Regions from separate parts of the Mus musculus genome. Here region 2 is linked to region 1. The links are chromatin contacts, called in public HiChIP or PLAC-seq maps. All regions are on one chromosome and are shown on one strand. Each heading gives the region's core, a stretch centred on a gene start, on an enhancer-like site or on the middle of the called end of the contact. The rest is flanking DNA. Distances are from core to core; before and after follow the strand shown. Region 1 overlaps Maml2 (mastermind like transcriptional coactivator 2). Region 2 holds the start of Fam76b (family with sequence similarity 76, member B).

The links. HiChIP or PLAC-seq counts read pairs in DNA pulled down with a chosen protein or histone mark.
Region 2: an H3K4me3 HiChIP or PLAC-seq map of bone marrow-derived macrophages shows a contact between it and region 1, with 2.7 times the contacts expected there. The contact joins the promoter of Fam76b here to the enhancer-like site in region 1. A contact is called at or near these places in 6 of 115 datasets of contacts at active chromatin or transcription factors (the 230-238 cell line, bone marrow-derived macrophages, effector CD8 T cells and 3 more) and 2 of 9 other capture datasets (adipose tissue and liver).

What each region holds. Positions count from the first base shown.
Region 1 is chr9:13,313,097-13,316,123 of GRCm38.p6, reverse strand. The region is part of intron 1 of Maml2 (mastermind like transcriptional coactivator 2); the gene reads right to left. Among named protein-coding and RNA genes, the nearest start is that of Maml2, 17 kb to the right of the region's middle. Within about 2 kb of position 1,428, at least 60 of the 459 cell types and tissues checked have an H3K27ac peak or open chromatin away from gene starts, as enhancers often do. A contact at or near this core is called in adipose tissue and bone marrow-derived macrophages, where this site is marked.
Region 2 is chr9:13,826,210-13,829,236 of GRCm38.p6, reverse strand. Fam76b (family with sequence similarity 76, member B) reads right to left here and starts at 1,521. Exons shown (of 10, transcript NM_176836.4): 1 at 1,176-1,521; 2 at 413-477. The coding sequence starts at 1,262. It overlaps Cep57 (centrosomal protein 57), which reads left to right and starts at 2,130. Exons shown (of 11, transcript NM_026665.4): 1 at 2,130-2,381. The coding sequence starts at 2,337.

The DNA.
Region 1 (3,027 bases), core at 179-2,678:
CAAGATAGGAACTCCAGCAGCCTGGGGTGCCCAGCTAATAAGAACAGTCCCTGTGCCGATGTCCCAGGAAAAAGCTGCAAGCCAGGCCTCAAATATTCACTAAGAAGGTCCTTAATGAAAGGGAGAGACATTATTTAAATGCAGAGGTTAAGGTGAGAGGGCAGGAAGCCTGCAAATGTGAGAGGTCACTTAGAAACCAAGCCTAAGAGACTGTTTACTAGGGCTCTCACCTGCAGAAGAGAATGAAAGAAACCTGCAGAAAAAAAGCAGACCTGGGGACAGCTAAACAGGGCAATGGTGCCCAGATAGATAACACAACAGACAAGAAGGCCCAGGGTTAGGGAATCAGGCACAAAACAAGGTACATTTGATTTCAGCCCCGATTCCTGAGCCTGGAGTGAGCAGAACACAGACTAGTAATCAACTCAAGAGCTCTCCCGGAGCTTGTGCTCTGGACAACAATCTCACTACTCCAGCATTCCTAGGATTCTTCTTCCTCTCACCCCAAGCCTTGACTTCAGGTTCTTCAGGCCTTGGAGCACTTTGGGAATCTGACAAAACCATGGAGCGGACCCACACTGAACATGCTTGTAACACACAGCAGAGGAACATGAAGTCAAGGAGCGAAGTCTCCTGCCTCTTAGCACAGAAAGCTCCTGACAAGAGTGCTTGGGGAACTGCAGTCTTTTCCTCTCCATTCCTGGGCCGAGGGCAGGATTTAGATGAAACAACAGATTTCCTGAGAAGTGTTATGGAAGCTTATAGCAAGATCTAATTCCCAAAAGAAAACCCCAAGGATGGCTTTTATGTTCTGGGCCTCATGCTCACCATCTCCTCACTTTCTGTGGCCATTCCCATCCAAAGAACAACTCTTCCAGAATTTATACCACGGAGACAGTGTCTGCAGGATTTTCATGTGTAAGGATTTTAGAGAGAGTGATCTAGTTGCAAGTAGGGAAAGAAGTCTCCACACCACACTTACAGAACAGAGGCCGCAATATCTGTAAGGGATCTATAAGGTAAAGGCAGTTTATTTCTAAACATAAACTTGTTTTCCAGATGGACTGTAGCCTCCTCACAACATAGTCAGATCTGGAACCATTCCTCCACAAGAATTAACATTCCATCTGGAATGCACACTGGAGATACTCCATGGCTGGTTCCTGAGCATAAAGAGTCTATCCCAGAGACCAGCCATGCCCACGGGGCCAGTGAGGATAATGACTCAGCATCGTTCTCCTTCCCAGTGAGCACACGTTTTATTTCAGAAACCTCCACAGGCCTTCCAGGTGGCTGTAGAAACCTATCCCAGAATGCAAGCCAAAGCATATCTGTCATTCACGAACTACATGTTCCAGCACTTTCTGAGGCTTAGAAAACAGGAGACAGGCAACTCAAAGAGTGATCTATAGCCTTAGGCATTCCTACTGAGCTGCATCTGCAGCTAAGATGACTCTTCATGTCTAATCAGCACTGGATTGCAAATACTTTGTTGTACTTGCTTCAAAACTCAGGCCTGGATCAGACGTGAGCTGGAGTCTGAGGACACCTGCGTGAGTGTCTTCTACACTCAGCAAGGGACATTGGTTAGAGGTAATAGGACTCTAGCAGCTAGCAACAGTTCAAACTCTTACTGTACCACTACTCAGTCCCTATCTGTCAAATGGGAATAATGTCATGGTTTAAGTACAGGGATATGAGTTAATACTTCAAAAACATTTAGAATAGTGCTTGAAAAATTAGACATATAATGTGATTTTAAATAAGCATGCTGTACTGGAAGGCCATGGTGAAGAACAATATTTCTCACTCTATGCATAGTACACGGTAGAAGGGGTTGTGATCTCAAATTTTCATACTTGTAAAAGCTGGGAGTAGTGGTGCCCAACTTTAATCTCAGCACTTGGGAAGCAGAAGTGAATCTCTGTGAGTTTGAGGTCAGTCCTGTCTACATAGTGAGTTCCAGGATAGCCAGGACTACATCATGAGACCTTGACTCACAAGCAAACAACATGTTTGTGAGGCTGCTCAGTCAGTTTAGTCAGCCACAAAGGCCTGAGTTCAGTCCCCAGAATTCACATACAAAAAGCAAGGGCAGGTACTATGTGTTTGGAATCCTGTTACTGGGGAAGTAGAGATAGGCGCATCCCTGGGGCTCTCTGGCCAGCTAGCTTAGCATACTTGCTGAATTCCAGAATTCCAGGTAGTGAAAGGCCATGTTTCAAAACAGCAAACAGACACACAACAAACAAGCAAAGAAGATAGATAACACCCGAGGAACGCAGCAGATACATCCTCTGGCCTCAACACGTGGACACATATGTACCTACATGTATATATATTTATATATATGCAAGCATTCACACACAGACACAAAAGTTTGTGTTTGTATATTTGCCAGTATTGTTCAACATCCACTGAGTGATGCATGTCAGACGTCTGACACCATGGTGGAACTTTAACTTGAAATAAATAAAGCATATTTTTATCTCCATCAAAAACCTCATCGATTATGATTCTTGCCACTTTCTTCTGGTAAAAGAAAACATTCATCAACTTAAAGAAATGTATTCTCCACTTGGATTTGATTGCATACAAAAGTTTCTTCTAAGCAAAGAGCTGCAGATCTTTCCTTTAAGTCCCATCCAAGATATTACTCAGAAAAGACTTAACAGGAAGGAGAAAAGCTTAAAGACCAGTTGTGGGTCCTGTGAATATCCATGGAGAATTTCCTTTGAGCCCTTACTTCAGAGGACTCTGCAGCCCTTCTCCATGACCCTGCTAGTGGACTCCTAGGAGTCATCAGAAATGCAGCAGCTGAGTGTTTAGTTTCCTAAATTAAACCATACTCTTGTCTTGACTTGTTTTCTTGCAAATTAATGATTGAAATAAGAAAAAATAAGAATAAGAAAAAAAGGCTCCTTTCCAGTCTCCTTTATTCTAGTTTGGTGTGCCTAGAGAGTCCAACACCCTCACTCCATTCATGATTGCCATTCCTTCTAGGAAAGTCATTGGCTTTGAGTTCCT
Region 2 (3,027 bases), core at 272-2,771, 510 kb before region 1:
TGAGCTTACTCTGTGTCCTCTAAAAGAGGGATTTCCTGTTAAAAACATCTGTGCTAATCACACTGCTTAAGGCAGTGACTTCAGTCTTCCAAGGCAGTTAGTAACACTGTAGCTCTTTCCTCAGGTTAATTAGCAGTTTCCCATTTAAAAAAAAAAAGTTTAAAAGTAATTGCTTATATTTTGACTGTTGGCAGAAGTGTACATTTTCCATCTATCAATTTTATCCCTTATTTTCACATGTAAAACCAGAATTTCTTTAGTTAAATGTCTTCTCTCATACTGTACATAGTAGCTCTAAATTTTAAATTTCAAAAACAAATCAGTTTTTCAAAGCACTTTAACACAAATATTACAACCCCTAATTATTCCTTATACGAATTTGTAACAATGAAAGACTGCTCAGTATACAAACCTCTCCTGCTGAAATTCTGATCTGCAGTAAGTACATTTTACAATAGGATGTGCAATCCGACATTCCTGTAATAAGATAATACATAAGTCAGTATTTATTTCAGAGACCCAATCTCACTCTTTGGTAGAAATTAATCGACTTAGTCAAGTGCCTGAAATGTCAATAAAACCTGGCTGGCAACGTAAACAACTGGGTGACTTATCACATCAGCCGTCAGGCAGAGTATAATTCCATGGGGATATTTTTGTCCTTAGTGGAGGGGGGGGGTGCGGAGGGGGTATATGGAACAGAGAGAAACTAAGGAAGCTGTCAGGACTGACTTCCAGGGGTGGTTTACATGTGAAACTACTAGTTATTTTGTACAATTGCTCACAGACAGCATCCCGGCTTTTATGGGATGGGAGGAGCTCCAAATCAGAGAGCACTCTGTTCCTAAACCAGTCGCTTCGCTTTCCGGGACAGGGAAGCAGAATGCCATCAGCTCTGCAGCTTCGGGTTGCTAGCAAGAAAGTGCAAACACGGGCCCTGCCTCCCAGTGGAAGGAGAGGGCAGTCCCTGCCAAAGCTGGGATGAGAGAGTCTGCACCCAATCTCTGCGACACGGAGGACTGGTGGCCGCTTGGCTCAGCCCCACCCGAGACCGCCAGAAGCGGCCGAGCTAGCCCAACCTGCGAGCAGGCGGGACGCGGTCGACACGGGGCTCGCCCATATAATGCCCGGGCCCTGGCGGGGAGCGGTGCGCTGAACGACCGGCGCCCACCGACCTTGCAGAGCTGTTGGCCCTGCGAGAGCTCCTCGAAGGGGTAGCGCTGCGTGCACTTGGTGCAGGCGTACAAGGCCGACGCCGCCATCCTGCTTTCCGGCTCCTCCGCGCGCGCTCAGGCGGGGCCTCCGGGAACTCGGCTGCCCCGCCCGCGGGCTCTTCTGCTGCTGTGGCCCAGTCCCGGTAACTGCCGGGTCCCCTGCGTCTCCCTCCGCCTCCGCCGCCGTCCCGGGACACCTACTGCCGCCCGCCCCGCCGCTCCCGTTTAGGCCCGGACCGCGGCGGAGGGAGACGAAGCGGGAGCTAGGCGGTGGATTCCGCTTCCTCCTCGGTCTCGCGTCCCTCTCTACGATTGGCTACAGAGAGCCTTACGTCACTAGAAAGCTCCGCCCAGTCCCTGGCCTAGGTTCGGCAGGGAGCGCCCACAAAGAGAGAAAGTACCAACCAATAGGAAGCCGCCGCTCTCAGAGCGCGAAATCCGCTTTGAAAAGATCCCGCCCACAAGCCACGGCCAGTCGTCGTTTGGCTGGTGCGCTTGAGCCCATTGGCCAGGGGGTCCACGAAACGCCGCTTTTTTTCAGTCCTTGGCTTCCATTGGACCATATCCTTAAGCCCCTCCTACTTCTGTTTGTCATTGGCCGAAAGGTCAGTACATCAAATGGAGAAGCAACGCTCTCTGGAGTTTATTCCTGGGATGCTGATGGAGTATGTCAACTTTCCATTCTCCTTTATTCAGCTTCCGTCATCCGCCTCAGCAGGCGCTGAAGGTTCCAGAAGCCCTAGCCTTTGCTTCCTCATCCAGAAAATCCATCCCTTTTCAGACGCTCCCAGAGCCGTCTGTCAACTCAGACGTTGCCGTTCCCGCAGGCTCCGCGATGCGCTACCTTGTGACGTCACCGAGAGAGGAGGCGGGCTCTTCCCTGCCACCAGAAGTTGTCCTCTTTTCTGATTGGTCACTGGAAGGCGTCTATCAAGACGCGTTGCCTTTCCCGTGCGCGCTGAGTGTGGCGTCCTTGTGGTTTGCGAGACCGAGGCTCCTATAGGGTTCGCAGCTCGCCCGCCCCTTCCATCGGGGACTTGGATTCCGCTTGCCCCAGGCGGGCGGCTGTCGAATCCGGAGGAGGAGCTCAAGGACGGCGTCTGGGGTTGCGCAGGTGGGAAGATGGCGGCAGCCTCGGTCTCGGCGGCTTCTGATTCTCAGTTTTCGGTAAGGGGCGGCAATCGCGTGGGTTCCAGGTGGGCCTGTACGGCTCTCCGGGTTGCCTCACTTTTCAGGGGGCCCGCGATCTGGCGTCAGCCCTCGTCCCGCAGGATGGCGGGCTGCCCGAGGCCGCGTGCCACTCCCGGAGGCTGCAACTGTGTTTTCTGGAGCACCTCCTTTTCCACCCTGCGTTCCCTTGTCCTCTCAGCCGGTGCTTTGGAGCGTTGTCCCGAGCCTGGCTGGTGCACTCTCAGGCCCGCTAACACAAAGCTCTGTCGGTCACGTGAGCGTAACGGCCCGTCTCGGAAACTCACTAACAGGTAGGTGTGCAGGTTTGTAGAGTGGCAGCCGCTGAGGCGTCCGTGGTCCCCAGAGTGCGTTTTCGCCCTTGCTGCCGTGCCTCTCTGTTTGTTGCGCGACCCTTGCAGGCGGAGCCCGGGCATTCCCACTTCCCATTACTAGACTCTGTATGGAAAAGTTGCTCTGGAGAAGCGATCGGGAAAATTAAGCCTGCGGGTTTAGTTAGTCACTGATGTTTTAAGAGTGGATTGTGGCGCTCAGTCTTTTGGAAAACGCTCCAATAGGAAGAAATAAGAATTAAATGTGAGAAAACTGGAGTTCTTTTTAGAAATGTTCCTGTACTTAGCCGACC